2 separate regions of the Urocitellus parryii genome follow, and region 1 is linked to region 2. Evidence: chromatin contacts called from public Hi-C data. All regions are on one chromosome and are shown on one strand. The core of a region is the stretch at or near the end of the contact, and the rest is flanking DNA. Distances in the headings are between cores, read along the strand shown.

What was found. A called contact is a pair of places that touch in the nucleus more often than the background predicts.
Region 1: a contact with region 2 is called in a Hi-C map of muscle, with 4 times the contacts expected there. The contact joins the promoter of Letmd1 here to the promoter of Cela1 in region 2. A contact is called at or near these places in 2 of 2 Hi-C or Micro-C datasets (liver and muscle).

Annotation. Positions count from the first base shown.
Region 1 is chr5:65,097,151-65,099,850 of mUroPar1.hap1, reverse strand. It overlaps Letmd1 (LETM1 domain containing 1), which reads left to right and starts at 1,444. Exons shown (of 10, transcript XR_003301694.2): 1 at 1,444-1,574; 2 at 2,111-2,262.
Region 2 is chr5:64,861,028-64,863,727 of mUroPar1.hap1, reverse strand. Cela1 (chymotrypsin like elastase 1) reads right to left here and starts at 1,323. Exons shown (of 8, transcript XM_026398626.1): 1 at 1,284-1,323; 2 at 514-596. The coding sequence starts at 1,323.

The sequences.
Region 1 (2,700 bases), core at 195-2,694, 240 kb before region 2:
GACATGTATAAGGTTACACACTTTAAAGGAAATGGCAGTACTAACATTAATTTAGATACCATGGTTTTATTAATTATTTGATACTGGGGATTGAACCCAGAGATGCTGGTGCTGAGCAACATGCCAGTCTTTTTGTTTGTTTAAATTTGAGACAGCATCTTGCTAAGTTGCTGAAACTGGATTTGAACTTACCATCCTCCTGACTCAGTGTCATTAGTCACTAGAATTACAGACATACTTGATTCCACGGTTTTAAGTGGAATGCTCTCTTTACCACCCCTCATGGAGATTAAATACTCCTATGTACCCAAGAGAACTGTTAATGCTGGGAGTCAGTTAAATGCCACTTCTAGAAATCCTTTCAAGTATTAATTTATTCTAAAATATGTACTTGGCATATACTATATATACCAAATATGTCATTTAATGTTGAAGGTGCAGCAGCGAACAGGACAAATGGGTCTCCCTTCGACCTCCCAAGTAGCTGGGATTGGAATGCGTTACTGTGCCCTGGTAGACCACTTTTTCTTTTGGGCCATGCCAAGGGATAAATCACAGTTCAGGTTCACAAAGCTGATGAAACGAGGTTAATAAATATATAAACAACATAAGTAATACGTGCTATAAATAAAGACTAAAGAGTGACACGGAGGAGAGTGTGTATCCTTTTTGTGGGCACTATTTCAAAGAGGGTTGTCAGAGAAAGCCTTTCAGAGAAGTAACATTTGAGATCGAGCTTGGACTTCTGCTGTACACACATAACGAATGACAATTTTCCACGAACCTAGTTCTGGAAATAAAAATAAAAAGGGAGATTAACTGGTCTCCCTTTTTAGGGCTTTACTAATAAAACAAATAAAGTGTACATGAAAAAGAAACATCTAAAGATGGACTATCATTGAATAAAAAATTTGTTCTCAAAAAAACAAACAAACAAAAAATCACCAAGTGTCCCGAATGACTGCAAGTGGACAGTTATGGCCTATTAGGCCGCCACCAGGAGAGGGCGCCGCGGGTCCTCTCACACCCAGGAGGCGCCGAGTTCCCCGGCAATGCCAAACTGACTTCTGACACCTAACGATCAAGGCCCCCGTCGCCCCGAGCGGAGGTCAAGGGCAGCGCGGGGAACCCCTAAGGCTCTAGGGAATTGCAGAGGGCACCAGGGCCTTCAAGGAGACGGCGACCTCTGGATCGCAAACCCCTCCAGAAGCAGCAGCCCTTGCTCCCTCGGGGAGAGACGGTTTCCGGCGTCACTACACCAGAGAAGACTGCTTATCCAATCCTGGCTCCTCCTTCCGCTCTTGCCTTTTGAGACCTTCCTCAGACACACACGTGCGGGAGCCAAGCAGGCTGCGGCTACCAATCAGCATTCAGGAAAGGCGCATGCGTAACGGGTAGTGAACTTTGACTTGGAGTCGACCTCCTCTCTTTCCCCCCTCCCTCGCTGTGAAAATGGCGCTGTCCAGGGTGTGCTGGGCACGGACTGCGCTTTGGGGTTCGGTCGTCACCCCTGGACCCTTTGTCATTCGGAGACTGCAACTTGGTCGCCCTGGCTTTGCTTGGGGAGCCCCTTGGTGAGGGATCTGGAGAGAGAAAAGCACTTTTGACAGGCCTTTCCAGCGGCTCAAACTTGCTTTCTTATTCTCAGGGTTCTACTCCTTGGCCCCAGGATTTTTATTCTTCTTTGCAGGATTCGAACTCTGATCCCGGCCAGAGACCTGATTTCTGACCCTCTCGACTCTCAGTGTTTCATATTGGTTGATCCCCACAACCCGGGCTCATCTTTCAGCCTCTCTTTTTTGGCTTAGGTTTTACCGCCGCTATCTCCATCCACCCTCTCTGTCCTTAGCTTGCAGTTCAGATTGCCCCATAGCCCTGCATCTGTCCAGGCTCATACCACTTCCAGACTTCTCTTCCCGCTTGACTTCTGCCTGATGTGTCCTTCTCAATCTGATTGCTTCTCTCTCCTTGACCCCAAGATCAAGTTTCTTGAACTTCAGGTTTCAAGTCTTGACATACATTCTCTGAGACTTGTTTTTACATTAGGAATCCCAGGTGTGAGGGGTTTCTAGGGCTGGTTCCCAGATAGTCTCTTTGATCTTCCTTGTAGGTCGTCAAAGCTTCACCTTTCTCCAAAGGCAGATGTGAAGAGTTTGATCTCTTATGTTGTGACCAAGACAAAAGCGATTAATGGGAAATACCATCGTTTCTTGAATCGTCATTTCCCCCGCTTCTATATCCTGTACACAACCTTCATGAAAGGTAAAAACAAAGCTAAAATAGAAATAACCGAATCAGCTCTTGGGCAATGTCAGAGAGTTGGAATAAGTAAAATCATTTACAATTTCTGCGAAGGGGGTGTGAGCTGGGATATCTTCTGTTTCATAAATGTTTGAGCATTAAACTAATTCTTATAAATTAGCACTTCTTAAGAATATTTCTAGAGGGGCTAGGGTTTTGGCTCAATGGTAGAGTGCTCTCCTAGTGTGTGCCAAGCATTGGGTTCAATCTTCAGCACCACATAAAAATAAATAAATAAAATATATTGTGTCCAACTATAACTTAAAAAATATTTTTAAAAAAGAATGTTTCTAGAAAGATGTTTTGAGAGACAACCTCTGACAACACAGGAGGTAGAAGAATTATATTCTTGTGCTTTTCTTAACCACAGTTTTTGCTATAGTAGAAATTCCTTGTCTC
Region 2 (2,700 bases), core at 74-2,573:
TCAGCCTCCCAAACTACTGGGATTACAGGCATGTCCCACTGCACCCAGGCTGCCAGTTTTATATATTTACATTTGCTTGGATCAGGGGCCAGCTCCTGCATGAAGCAAGTGGTAACTCTAGCCAAATAAGCACAGCGCTCAATGCGTGTGGTACTGTGTGGTGCGTGTACATGTGTACTTCATGCGCTGGTGAGGGCATGCGTGCTTGAAGGTATGTGAAGCCCAGTGTGTGGGTCTAGCACATAGTCCTGCAGGTGTGTCACAGTAGTGTCTCTGAGGTATAAAAGTCATTGTGTTTGGGTGCATGTCTGGGAGAGTATGGCTGATATTCAAACCCCTTCTTGCAAGGCTTTTGCATTTAGAAATCCACACAAGCCTGGTCCCATCCATCTTTAAAATAGACAATTGGAGAGCTGCCTGTTGATCAGGACGCACACAGACAGCACAACACTTTTTCTGAGTGTGCAGCAACTCTTATTTGGGTAAAAGTTTGGGCTGTGAAGGAACACCCACCTGAGAGGGCCAGGAATTCTTCTGGGCCTCAGTCCCTCCAACCACCCGAGCATTAGTTTCTGGAAAGTTCGGGATGCTGTTTCCTTTGTGGGACAGAAGAAAAGTGAGTGATGACTAAGCATGGGGTCAACCCTGGGTGGAAGTGGGGGTGGGGGTGGGGAGTGGTGGTTGTGTTTGAGGAATGTTAGCTTTGTCTGCAAATTCACAGCTCTTTCCTAACAAATGAGGGGCCCAGCTCTGAGTTCTCTGAGTTCTCTGAGCCTTTTTTTGAAAGTAAGGGAGTCTGCAGTGCCAGAAGTCCCAGGAGTCCTGAAATTCTGTCTTGCTGTGAAGGACCTATCCAAAATCACCAGGCTAGGGACTAGAGGACCCTGTGATCTTAGCTCACCCAAGGTCACCCCTGGGCTGGAGAAGAATCCTCTCCCATACTTTAGCAGGATTCTCCAGGGGACAGGGACAGACATGCACATCCCAGGTGGGCACTGGCTGAGGATGTCCTCTGGCGAAGGAGGCTGGTGGAGAAGCCCAGGTACCCCCAGAAGGGGCTTCTTTCTGCTTCATGATTCAGAGAACTGCCACCCAGAAGGGTCTTACCATGGCCCTCATCTTTCCTATCATGTGCTCCAGAAAAGTAGAACTTTTGCTGGATTCACAGGCAGAGCGTCCCACTCTCCTCTGGGATAGGCAGCTGGCTCCAGCATCAGGAAGGCTTTCCCACCCTCCGGATCAAACCCCCTTACTGTGGAACTCAGGTCAAATGATCCACTTACCATAAAGGACTAGGGTGGCGAACACCAGGAAGCACAGCATGTTGCCAGCAGAGTAGACCACTGTCCCTTGCCTTGAGCCAACCTCTTTATACACCTCTTATCAGCAGCTTTGCTGACCTTCTTCCTGCCAGCTGGCAGGGCTGTGGGTGGAAGGCAGGGAAAAGCACAGGTGACATGGAAGTACAAATGAAAAGATTTCTTTTCAAGTAAACTAATTAATCTGTTCTTCAAAGACAGAAGAAAGTTGGAGCTCAATTAATCATCTGCTTTCAGTTGAAAAACATCCAACAAAATTTCAGAAATAAAATGGAGAACCAGGATGGCTTTCCCCTGGGGTGCACCCCTCATCATCCTACCTTGTCATCCGTCACTGCTCCCACAGTCCTCCAAAGCACCACAGATGCAAAGACCTGCCTGGTGCACGAGTTGATGAAGGCAAGGAGGGGGGAGTGGTCAGTAAGAGGAAGGAGGAGTTAGTCATGGTGGTGCACACCTGTAATCTCTGCTACTTGGGAGCTGAGGCAGTGAAGCAAGAACAGAGATCAGGCAGTTAGTGTAAATAGATGATCAGGTCAGGAAGATAGAAGCTGAATGGGGTCTGGAAGATGGAGGCTGATTCAAAGGAAATGGAATGTTAATATCTTCAGGACACATTCCCTTCACTCATGGCCAAGTCACTTGCCACTGGAGTACTGAAATGCTAATACCTTCAGAGTCCTCTCCCCTGCTGCAACCTGTTGTCAAGGTGATCTCCTTCCAGGGAATTGTTCCTCCCAACAAGGGGCTGTTAATGAATGCCTCCTGGGCTGCTCCCTTTCTTCCTGGACCACTGGGCATTTTCATTCCCACTCTTGGCCCACCTTTTGATCATGAGTCACTTTGGTCATGGGTCATGTAAGCAGGATGGGGAGTGTGTGAGAACAAAGAAATTCTAAAATATATAAAAGGGGCAGGACACCCCCACTTCTTCAGATACCCGCTATGGACCCCTTCTTTCTCCTGGGAGAAGTCTGTTTCCATCCTTTAAATAAAACTTGCTTTCTATGCTTTCTTCAGTGTTTCTCGGGTGTTCAATCTTCACATCTGGGGAAAAGGAACTTGGCTGTGATTGATTCTCATCACCAGCCAGATCTCATTTGGAGGTCCCACCAAGATCACCACAGAGGTATACTCCTTCACATGCACCCCATATCTTTTCTTTCTTTCTGGAGTACGCCCCTTCCCTCACAGATCAGATTCTAGTTATTCGGACTCTAGGGTTTTGAGGGAGGGACGTGGAATTGTTCTTAGGGAAGTGCCTGGGTTCCCTTTGTTCATAGCATTTACAGGTAGTCGAGATTCTCCCCATTGTTGTTTCGATGTGCTTTGCTGCCTTCTTTGACTACAAAAATGGAGATTTATACCCACAGCCTTATAA